Linked DNA regions of Ovis aries: region 1 is linked to region 2. Evidence: chromatin contacts called from public Hi-C data. All regions are on one chromosome and are shown on one strand. The core of a region is the stretch at or near the end of the contact, and the rest is flanking DNA. Distances in the headings are between cores, read along the strand shown.

Evidence for each region. A called contact is a pair of places that touch in the nucleus more often than the background predicts.
Region 1: a contact with region 2 is called in a Hi-C map of muscle, with 6 times the contacts expected there. The contact joins the promoter of CRIM1 here to the enhancer-like site in region 2. A contact is called at or near these places in 5 of 16 Hi-C or Micro-C datasets (hypothalamus, liver, muscle and 2 more).

The regions. Positions count from the first base shown.
Region 1 is chr3:87,689,400-87,694,344 of ARS-UI_Ramb_v3.0, forward strand. CRIM1 (cysteine rich transmembrane BMP regulator 1) reads right to left here and starts at 3,238. Exons shown (of 15, transcript XM_060412267.1): 1 at 2,708-3,238. The coding sequence starts at 3,038.
Region 2 is chr3:87,401,872-87,406,967 of ARS-UI_Ramb_v3.0, forward strand. No RefSeq gene overlaps it. Among named protein-coding and RNA genes, the nearest start is that of FEZ2, 33 kb to the right of the region's middle. Within about 2 kb of position 2,615, at least 2 of the 54 cell types and tissues checked have an H3K27ac peak or open chromatin away from gene starts, as enhancers often do. A contact at or near this core is called in muscle, where this site is marked.

The DNA of each region.
Region 1 (4,945 bases), core at 1,988-4,487, 290 kb after region 2:
AAAGACTTCCTCAGGAACAAAATATATCAATTTCTATTTGTTAGTTATGATAATTATGCGCAAATTTCTGAATAAAAATGGAAACTGAGGGAAACATTGGCCACTGAGAAATGTTTTGCCAACTAAGAGAAAAACAAGAGAATGTCAGCATCCTCTAGAGTAATTACTGCCATAGAATGACTCCTCTAATTCTTAAAAAGGAGGAAGAAAAAAGGCTATTCACTTATCTTGTTTTCCATAAATCTTGTAATCACGTGAAAATTCTTGAAATTTTAGACACCCTATTGAAATAGCTGTCTAAATACAATCATCATGCTAGGTAACACTGTCCTTTCTACTTTGGGTCCATAGATTGCAATCCGATTGTGGCTTTTAGAGTTCTATAAAAAAGTAAAAAATGCCCTGAACACACAGTTTTGGTAGCTGACAACAGGCTGGCTAGATGGAAAGTGTTGTTAAAGAACACTAAATGTGAAAACATCATGCCAATAAATACTTCCAAGCGGTTTCAAGATTAATACCAAGTGTGTAGAGAGTTAACAGAAGAAACGAAGCTATGAGGGATCACCTCACTTCAGAAGAATAAAAGGCTCACCAACAAACTGCCAAAATAACTCTATACTATGACACGGGGACATTGGTGCCAAAGCACTTGATTAGTGTGAATGTTCCCTGAACTCCACATTTCCTTCACCAGAAATCTATCATGAAGTAACAAAACAAAGGTTAGAATCTTTAGAACCTTCCCAAGTCCTTCTCAGAGCACAGCAGTTTCCACCACATTTAACCTTGTTTCAGGGTGCTTGTTCTTTTCAGATTTATGGGAGGCTGGCTTAAGTAAATTACACACTCCAAGTAGCAGGGTTCAAAGCCGCATCTTTTGGTCCAACTCATTCAGAATTCCCAAAGTCAAACACATAAAACTGTATCAGAAGTTAATCTCTTGGCCATTTTTCTTCTTTGTGAGAAACAAGAACATGTTATACCGTGGGACTTAACACCAGGTGAGAGGCTTTTGTGCTTGAGGTAAACAAACTCTTGTATCCCAATGTCCTCAGGGTGCATCGGTGCACTTCCCGGCCACTGTTCTCTCCACTCATTACTGCCCACTCGCTTCCGAACCAGAAAGGCCATCCTGATTTTCCAAAACTGTCCAAACTTTAAAACCTGCCTGGTGGCTCAGTGGTAAAGAACCCGCCTGCCAACGCAGGAGATGCAGGTTCCATCCCTGGGTCGGGAAGATCCCCTGGAGGAGGAAATGGCAAACCACTCTAGTATTCTTGCCTGGGAAATTCCATGGACAGAGGCGCCTGGTGGGCTATAGTCCATGGGGTCTCAAAAGAGCGGGACAGGACTGAGTAACTAAACAATAATCAACCAGCATGCATGTATGTAAAGAGAACCAAAGAAGCCTTTCAACAGACTCTTAAGGCATCTACTTCCTCTCTCAGTTTCCCAGCACAATAAACAGACACACAGAAGGATGCTTCAGAATAAACCCCTCCCTGATCTCCTGCGCGCAGGCTGTGAGTATTGAGGAAGACAGGAGCAGGGGCGCCTGTCCCTCCTGCGCCCCTCCAGAGTAAGGCTGCTGCGCTCTGCACGCACACCAGCATGGCCCAGAACAGCATCACCGCCCCAACGTCAGCCCGAGCAGGGATCCTACGTTTCACTGGTGCTCACTATTTGGCATTAGCCAAATAAAAGGAACTCACTGCGTCTCTCTAGATCCCAAACCTGACCAGGCACCCCGAGGCCGGCGGGCAGGGCTGAAGGCCAACACCCATCAGCAGTGATTCTCCCAAGAAGGAGGGCTCCGCTAACCCAATCCTTCTCCTTCAATCAGACACCATGGTGCACAATACTTCACTGGAGAAACCAGCAGAACAATCCTCGTTATTAAACACACAAAAAGAACAAGCAACGCGACTGGAAAGACGCGGATATCTGATCTTAAAAAGCAGCCACTAATAGTACAGAAACAACTTTTCACTCCTAGGTGCAAGCCCCCCGCCCTCCCCCCCAACCCTCCCTTCATTCAGGAGAGAAAGCCTTTGACCGCTTTCAATAGGCAAATAAATGAGTAACCACCGTCTGTAACTTCCCCTGGGCTGACATATTCCGGAGCTGAAACTGATTTATATGCGCAGGAGGAGGAAGGGGGTGAAGGAAAAGCGCAAGGAAAAAATAATACAAGAGTCACACAGGGAGTGTGAGCTGGAGACACGTCTCCTCCGCCAGCAGAAAATGGACTTGAGTGGACGTGGTGCAGCACTCGGTTCCACACTGCGCTAGTGCGGGGAGGGCGGCAGAGGCCGGACTCCCCGAGGGGCTCGCCATAGCCTCCGCAGTGCCCCCTGCCCGCGGCGCCCCCACCTCCGGGCGCACAGCCTGGCCACTCCACCCAACCCCAACCCCAACCCGATGGGCCACACGTGTGTGCGTTTGTGCGCGGCCGGGGGCGATCTCCCACCCGCCGGCCCCCACCCACGCAACCCAACCTCTCCCGCGGCTGGCCAGGCATCCGGGGAAGCAGGGAGCTGGGAACCCAGGGACGCGGGGCTCACTCCCGGGGGTTGCGGGCGCCCCTCCTTTCCGAAGAGCCCTCTCTCCTCGGGAAAGTCTCGGCCAAACTTTGTTCGGCGCCACCAGCGCCGAGGGGGCGGCGCGGGCCAGGTGGGAGGGGGCCCGCGGCGGGCGGCCGTACCTTCGCAGACGCCCACTTCGTACTCGGTGATGGAGTCGCCATTGAGCGGGGGGCGGATGACACAGCGCAGCCCCCGGTCGCAGGCTCCGTGGAGCCCGTAGGCGCCGCCGCAGCTCTCGTTTCTCTGGCGGGCGCACATGTAGCAACAGCCGCAGAAGCCCTGCACGATGCTCCCGGGGCAGCTTTTGGGCTCTTCGCACTTGGACTCGTCGCAGGGCAGGCAGACCAGCGCCCGGGTGCCGGAGCGCGCCAGCAGCAGCAACAGCCCCAGCAGCGAGACCAGGAGGTGCCCGCAGCCGGCCAGCCCCCTGCCCCCCGCCACCAAGTACATCCTCCTGCGCCGCCGCCGCCTCCTCCTCGCAGCCGGGCCGGGAGCGGGGCGGGCGCCCTCCCCTGCGCGGGGCACACGCGCCGCCGCCGCACCCGCAGCCCGCGGTCCTCGCCGCCCCCCTCGGGGCCCCCGGGGCGAGCCTCCCCTCGCGGGGCGAGGCCCCCGCTCCCGCTGCGGGCCGCGCCGACCCGAAGCCCACTAGCGTTGGCGCCAGCAGTGGCTTCCCCTCCTTCTTCTCCTCCCGGGAGGGAGGGGGAAAAAAGAAAAAAAGTTTCCTCCCGGCAGCTCCGGTTCAACCCAAACTTCTGGCGGCGGCGGCGGCTGCGCTCGGCTCCAGCCCCGGCTGGCGGCGCCTCCTCCCTCTCTCCTCCTCCGCGTCGGCCGACCCCGCGGCGGCGGTGGTTGTGGCGGCGGCAGCGGCGCAGCCTCCGGGCCGGTCCCCGCCTCCCGAGCCGCCGAGTGGGCGCGGTGGCGCAGCAGAAGGTCCGCGGCGTCCGCTCCGCGCGCCCGGCTCGCCTCACTCCTGCGCCGCTCCTCCGGGCGCTTGTTTATGGCTCGAGCCTCCGCCGCTCGGGCTGCGCCCTCCCCCATCATACCTCATCCCCCAACCCGCGCCCCCCCCGCCCCGCGCCGCGCGCAGCTCATTGGCTGCCCCCCCACCCCTCCTGGCCCGGCCGGCCCCCTCCCCCTCCTCCCCCCTCCCTCCCCGGCGGCCAGGCCCTTCCTCCCTCGCACGCCTCCTCCTCCTCCCCCTCCTCCCCCTCCGCCTCCCCGAGCCCGGCGCACCGAGCCGGCCCTGCGGCCGAGTCTTCGCGCGCCTTTCCCGCTACGGCATCGCCGGCGCGCTGCGGCTCGGGCGCACCGGCGAGCTACGAGAGTTGCGGCGTCCCCGAGCGCCCGCCAGCCTTCGGGGCCACCGTGGTTGGCTTGGGAGTCCCGAGGGCGAGGCAGATGCACCTCCGGGAAACGCTTTGAGCTCGGAGAGTGGCGGGGAACCCGGAGCTCGGGGCGGAGTGGAAGGCTGCAGCCCTTGGCTGGGGTGCCCGCCGGATCGAAACCCGGGAAATGGAAGCAAAACGCATGGAACCTTTGCAAAACTGGATGAGAATCCATCTTCCACTCGAGCTGGGAATAGAGTTTGTAAAAGATATTATGTAATGGAGTCTCGGAACGCTCGAGACGCCTCCAGCGAAGCTGCTGGTGAATTAATTAAGTGCTTTAAAAGGTCTAGGTAAATATACCGGAGGATAGGAGGGAAGACTGTTGGGGGCCGTTGTAGCTCGAGTCCACATCCTGGTGTGTTTTGTCGCTCTGCCGTCTGTGCCGAGGTGCTTCATTAAAGGAGGGGGCGGATGGAAAGTAGGGGTGAATTTTTCTCCCTTGAGTAAGGGCGAATTGGACTACTACAAGTCTTGACAGGACTAAACCTGCATATCTCATGCGTCATTAATGTCATCTGTCATTGCCCCCTTTTCGCCAAGGTGGTAGACAAAATTGGGTTTTAATTTTTTTTTCATTTTCCGTGAATGTGCTAATAAAGAAGATGTTCTTTGTGTTAAACCAGGTAAAGAAGCAGCTGAAATGGTGCAGAATGCATCGTGTGGAGGTTGTGTCTCATCTGTAGCTGTCAGAAAAAGCATCTCGAAGTGATAGGCTCTGTAATGGCCCACCATTCCCAGGATGTGTTACAGGGTCAATAAAATTAGTGAATTAACAGAAAGTGACTAGGATCAGTGTGGGAGGAAAGAAAAATCAGATCTTGTGGCAGGTGTGAGATGGGAATGGCCTGCCGACCTTTTGATCCAAGATGGTCTGGCTGCAAGAAGGTGGCAGCCAAGTGGATCTGAAAATCCTGACTAATGAACCCAAAGTTAATAGCAGAGCAGTGTAAGGAGAGAAGAAACAAA
Region 2 (5,096 bases), core at 1,365-3,864:
CCCCTTTCCCCTCCCTCCTTTTTTTCTTCCTTCTTCTCTCTCTTTTTCTCCCCGCTTTCTTCCTCTCTCCTCCTTCCTTCCTTCCTTTCCCTCTCTTTCCCTTCCTCTTTGTCTCTCTGTGCTCTTCTCTCTTTGGATGCCAACTGAGTCCCTTTGGAGTAGAAGTCTGGACTTTGAACTCTAGAGTCAGATAATTCAAGCTGGGCTCTCACTAGCTGTGTTACTCTAGGAAACCTCCTACCCCTCAATGCATCTTTTCTTCTGTTAAAAAATAAAGATGATAATGATGCTTCCCTTAGTGTTACTGTGATGATTATATGAGATGTTTTGTGCTTGCTTATAGTAAATACTTGATGTTTAGCTGCTACTATATATTACTAACATGCCACGGCCATGTGTGTAAGTAACAAGAACATTGATTTGAAGTAAGAAAAACAAGAAAAAAACTCATAAGAGCAACCGTAAAGCTAAATATGATGGCAAAACTATTGGAAGAGATCTTGAAATTGCTAATTAAATGCTCAGGAGAGAAGTTGAAAAGTAGGAAAAACACACAATTTTGGTCTAGGAAACAACAAGGATAAAATTGTTATTTCAGGCCATAAGCTACAACAGGGAATTTTCCTAAGTCATGAGTACCATTTGTACTGGGAAGACTGGTTCAGGTGATTATACTTCTCTGAAGTACATCAGAGATTAGAAAAATTTTGAGTTTACCAATCACCTGGCCCAACACAGTCATATTATAGGTAGAGAGACTAGGATTCGAAGAGGTTAAGCACTCTGCCTAAGGTTACACATCTTCTGATGGCAGAGCTGGACCGGAACACGGGTACCCTGAGGGCAGTCCAGGGGCCATTCTACTGGAGCACATGGCTTTCAAAATGTGACAAGATCAAAAAGCCCAGAGAACTTTCATGCTGGAGTGAGAATAACTTTGCATTCACTTCAGGGATCGTTTTGCACACCTGGAATTCAAAGCATCTGCAAACAGATATCATAATCTCAGTTTTACAAATGGAAAAAAACAGGAATGGAGAGAGGCTGTCCGTTGGCTGGCTTCATTGCCCAGCTTCAGGCTCCAGGAAAGCGCCTCTCAGGTCCATGCAGGCTGTGGATGAACCAGCAGATACCTGCCTCTGATTCTGGGACACCTTCCAGTTGGCTTCTATTGCCCACGTCTGTCTTCCTTCATCACTGTCTTCTTCCCTACCAAATGTAAGGACCCCAAAGGAGAGATATATAGTTTGTTGTTGTTTGTAGACAAACCCCTACATTCCTGAACAAGTACCTGGCATTTGTTTGACTATCAATGAATATTTCTTAAATGAATGAAGACAAAAATAGATTCTCTGGGTTTCTCCAAACAGTCACTTGGACTGGCTTATGCACTGGGGCCACGTGTCTAGGCTCTGATTCTGAGACCTCTACTATATGTTGGCCAATCCCATGGTCTGCAATCTTGGGTGAAAGGAGCCTGCCTTTAGACCATGGCCTGGATTCCAGAACATGAACTGCTAAGCAAATTCTCCGCTCCATCCAAGACTAATAAGAAAGAGGGTAAGACTCCAGAAGATTGGACTTCTGTGATTCAGAAGTGTAAAAAGGAATCCTCCAAACCCTGTATATTGTGAGAACTCTGTTGAGGATTCACTAGTGAAGTAGCCCCTCTGGGAGAAAGATAGACCCAAATGCCCATATATGTAAATACAGTGAATCCAAACAGGGCTTTCCTCCACTGGGTTCATCCAACCCACTATTATCAAGGCTAACTCACCCTTCAGACTGGGTGTGTGAGGCTTCCTTTAGGCTGAAGTTCCCTTGGATGTTGCAGTTTACCTCCCCTGCAAAAACAGACTGCTTCATTGCTGCTGTCACAAAGAGTTGGACAGCTAAATGTCTTTAGGCATTTGCTTCATTTCTTTAAGCCAAACAGTTTCCATGTGGAGACTTCCCTGGTGGTCTAGTGGTTAAGACTCCGAGCTCCCAAAGCAGAGGGCCTGAGTTTGACCCCTGGCAGAGTTGGACACGACTGAGAGACTAACACATACACACTTGGGAACCATGTCCTACATGCCACCACTAAAGCTCCTGCGTGCCGCAGCAGAGATCAATGATCCCGTGTGCTGCAATTAAGACCCCGTGCAGCCAAATAAATAAACAGATACTAAAAACACAGAAACAGTTTGAGTCCCTGGGGAAGCAGCCTTCCAGTCACCAACTTACATGTGTGACAGAAAGCCTTCCCGAAAGGCTGCCTTATGCAGAAGTGCTGCCTCTCCTGACTCGTCTCTAAGGTTTGATAGACTCCCCAGCGAGGCCTGAGTTCATGCTGCCTTCACTGATGTGGTCACCTTCCCAGATGATATGTTTGTCCTCCCAACACTCACCACTTCTGATATTTCACACCACTTTAGGAGTCATGCCAAAGATGAACTGAAGGTGACCTTCTCCTCTGATATACGTCACAGGAAGATGATCAAGTTATATCAGATTATAAGTTCCCTTGGATGTTGGCAAATACATTGTTTGTGATGAAGTACCTCAAAGTGGATATGGTGTTTCATTTCTCATCCAGTGAGAGCAACTTTATCATCATCATCTACAGCTAAACTGGGCTGGTCAAAGTTAAAAAAGTGACCATCTTAAGCTGGCACATCCACATTGGTCACACACAGCTGACTAGTGGCAACACGCTGCTTCTGGGAAAAAGGATGGACAAGCCATCCAATGAGTTGTCAAGGTGGGCAAGCACTTCTTGGCCATGGGAACATTTTCAGTGCCCTTGGCTTCAGCCCTGGATGGTCCTATCTTTATGCTGCCCTGTGATACAGAGGTTCAAAGGAAAGGTGATAAGTAATTGAAATGAGAAATAGCATCTGCAGCACAAGCTAGTCCATGTACATATTTAACCAGGAAGGATAAAAGGATCAAAGGAAGAAGCCTTTTCCTATAAGTAATCCTTGACCCTATGCAGCCTTAAAGGCAATTGTAATAGGTGTAGGCAGTCCTGTGTTACCATAACACCTACCTATTGAAGAAAACTGTTCTATGGCCTTAGAGTGTTGGGTCACCATTTGTGAGGGGCACTGTCATTCTCAGAGAAGGAAGCAGAGGTGGGTTTTGTGGCTTTGGTGGGGTTCCATCTTGTTCTATACCTCTTCCCCTGGTGAACAATTCCGCCCTGTGTTTGTTGGGAAGCTGAAGTGGGTGGGCCATTGATGGGTCTTCAGTTTAAAAACAAGACCAGGGGAAATTCCCTGGTGGTCCAGTGGTGAGGACTCCATACTCTCACTGCTGAAGGCCGGCATTCAATTTCTGTTCATGGGACTAGGATCCCCCAAGCTGCGTGGCCAAAAAAAAGAGAGGATAAGCCCAGCATGAGTCTCCCTTCTACCTGGGCTCCAGTAACAGTACCAAAGTTTAGAGTATTCCGCCAGTCACCAGGCTGTAGGCTTAAGAAAGGAAGTCAAGAAATGGTTTTCAAATAGCTTATCATCAGAGGAAATGTCAGCTGAGCCAGGCGCATTGTTCCTCAAATGGACCCGACTGTTGTAGGATTTAATTGGAGTGAATAGTTGAAGCAAGACAAAAATGGTTTTTCCTTGGGGACCCATGTACTCAGTTAAAAAGCCAAAACAGAAATGCTTATGCAGTGACTTTCTTCCTAAAAATTCAGAACACTTCAAAAATTCCCACAAATTGTATTCACAGCACAACCCTGAAGGTTAGTACACTTATGATGCAAATATGTTTTTAGAGCAGTTCATTTGTTCCATAATTCCTTCTATAGCCATGCATATTCATTAGAAACACTGAAAATTTATTAAGAAATCACCAAATGTTTTCAAGGGCTGCAAATGCAAACCATATGCTGGGAGAAGAGAGTATTTAGAGAGATTCTGAGAACTTAAAGAATGATCAGCTCATTAAACCTTCCTGCAGTGTGTATATTTCAGTTTCAATACTTAAGCTCTAGATATTTTCACTTGTTGGTCTTGAATGGAGAAATTTGATTTTAAAGTCTTTTCTTGTAGTGGATATGCATCTTTTCATCATTTCTGCTGTTTTAAAGTAGATGCTATGTTATTTGGTATGTAGATATTTATAACTGTCATATCCTCATTGTAACTTGGAGTCTTTAATATAAAGCAGTTCTACCCAACAGAACTTTCTTGTGATGATGGAAATGGTTTCTGTACTATATAAATTAATGAATGAACTAAACTTAAAGATTCATTTCTCAACAGCATGGTTATCTAGCATCTTCTTTGTCTTGATTAATATTTTTGGCTTGAATTCTACCTTGTCTGGTATCAGAGCCTTGACTCCTGCTTTCTTTCTGTTTGCTTTTGACTGGCGCAACTTTGCATAGCCTTTTATTTCTAGCCTTTCTGAATCACTTCGTTTTAGGCAAGTCTTTTATATACAGCACAGAGCTGAATTCTACTTTTATCGTAGGATAGATAACTTTATCGGTATAACCTCTATGTTTGATCTCGTTTCTTTCATTTTTAAAGATGTGTTATAAATACTAATAGTGTCTTTCTTGTGCACTGATTTCACATTCTGAGCAAAATAAAATTAGCTTGCATTCTCTCTCATCTCATTTGCTTTCCAATTTTAGTCAATAATATTATCTTTCTTAGTGTTTATCTTTGTATTCTTAGGCATCTACAGTTCTGTTTGTCAGCATTAAATAATAGCCTATGACCCCTCTTGTTGCTCATGATGTAGTTAATGTTATTCTTAACCCATTATCTCCTTCCTTTTACCCTCCAAAATTGTATTATGAAAATTTCCAAACTTACAGTGAGGTCAAAAGATTTTTATGGTGAACACTCATATGCCCACTGTCCACTTATTTAACATATATCTTTACTTTATCACCATGTGTCCACCTAGCCATCTGTCAATCCATCTCACTTTTTTCATGCGTTTCAAACTAATCTGCAGACATTAGTATGTTTACTTTTAACTGTCTCAGCATACATATTGGTAACTAGAGTTTAATATTTGTTTAACATGTTTTTTCTTTTGATGTAGAATTTGAATGCTATACAGCACCCAGATCTTAAGTACACCTCTGCAAGTTT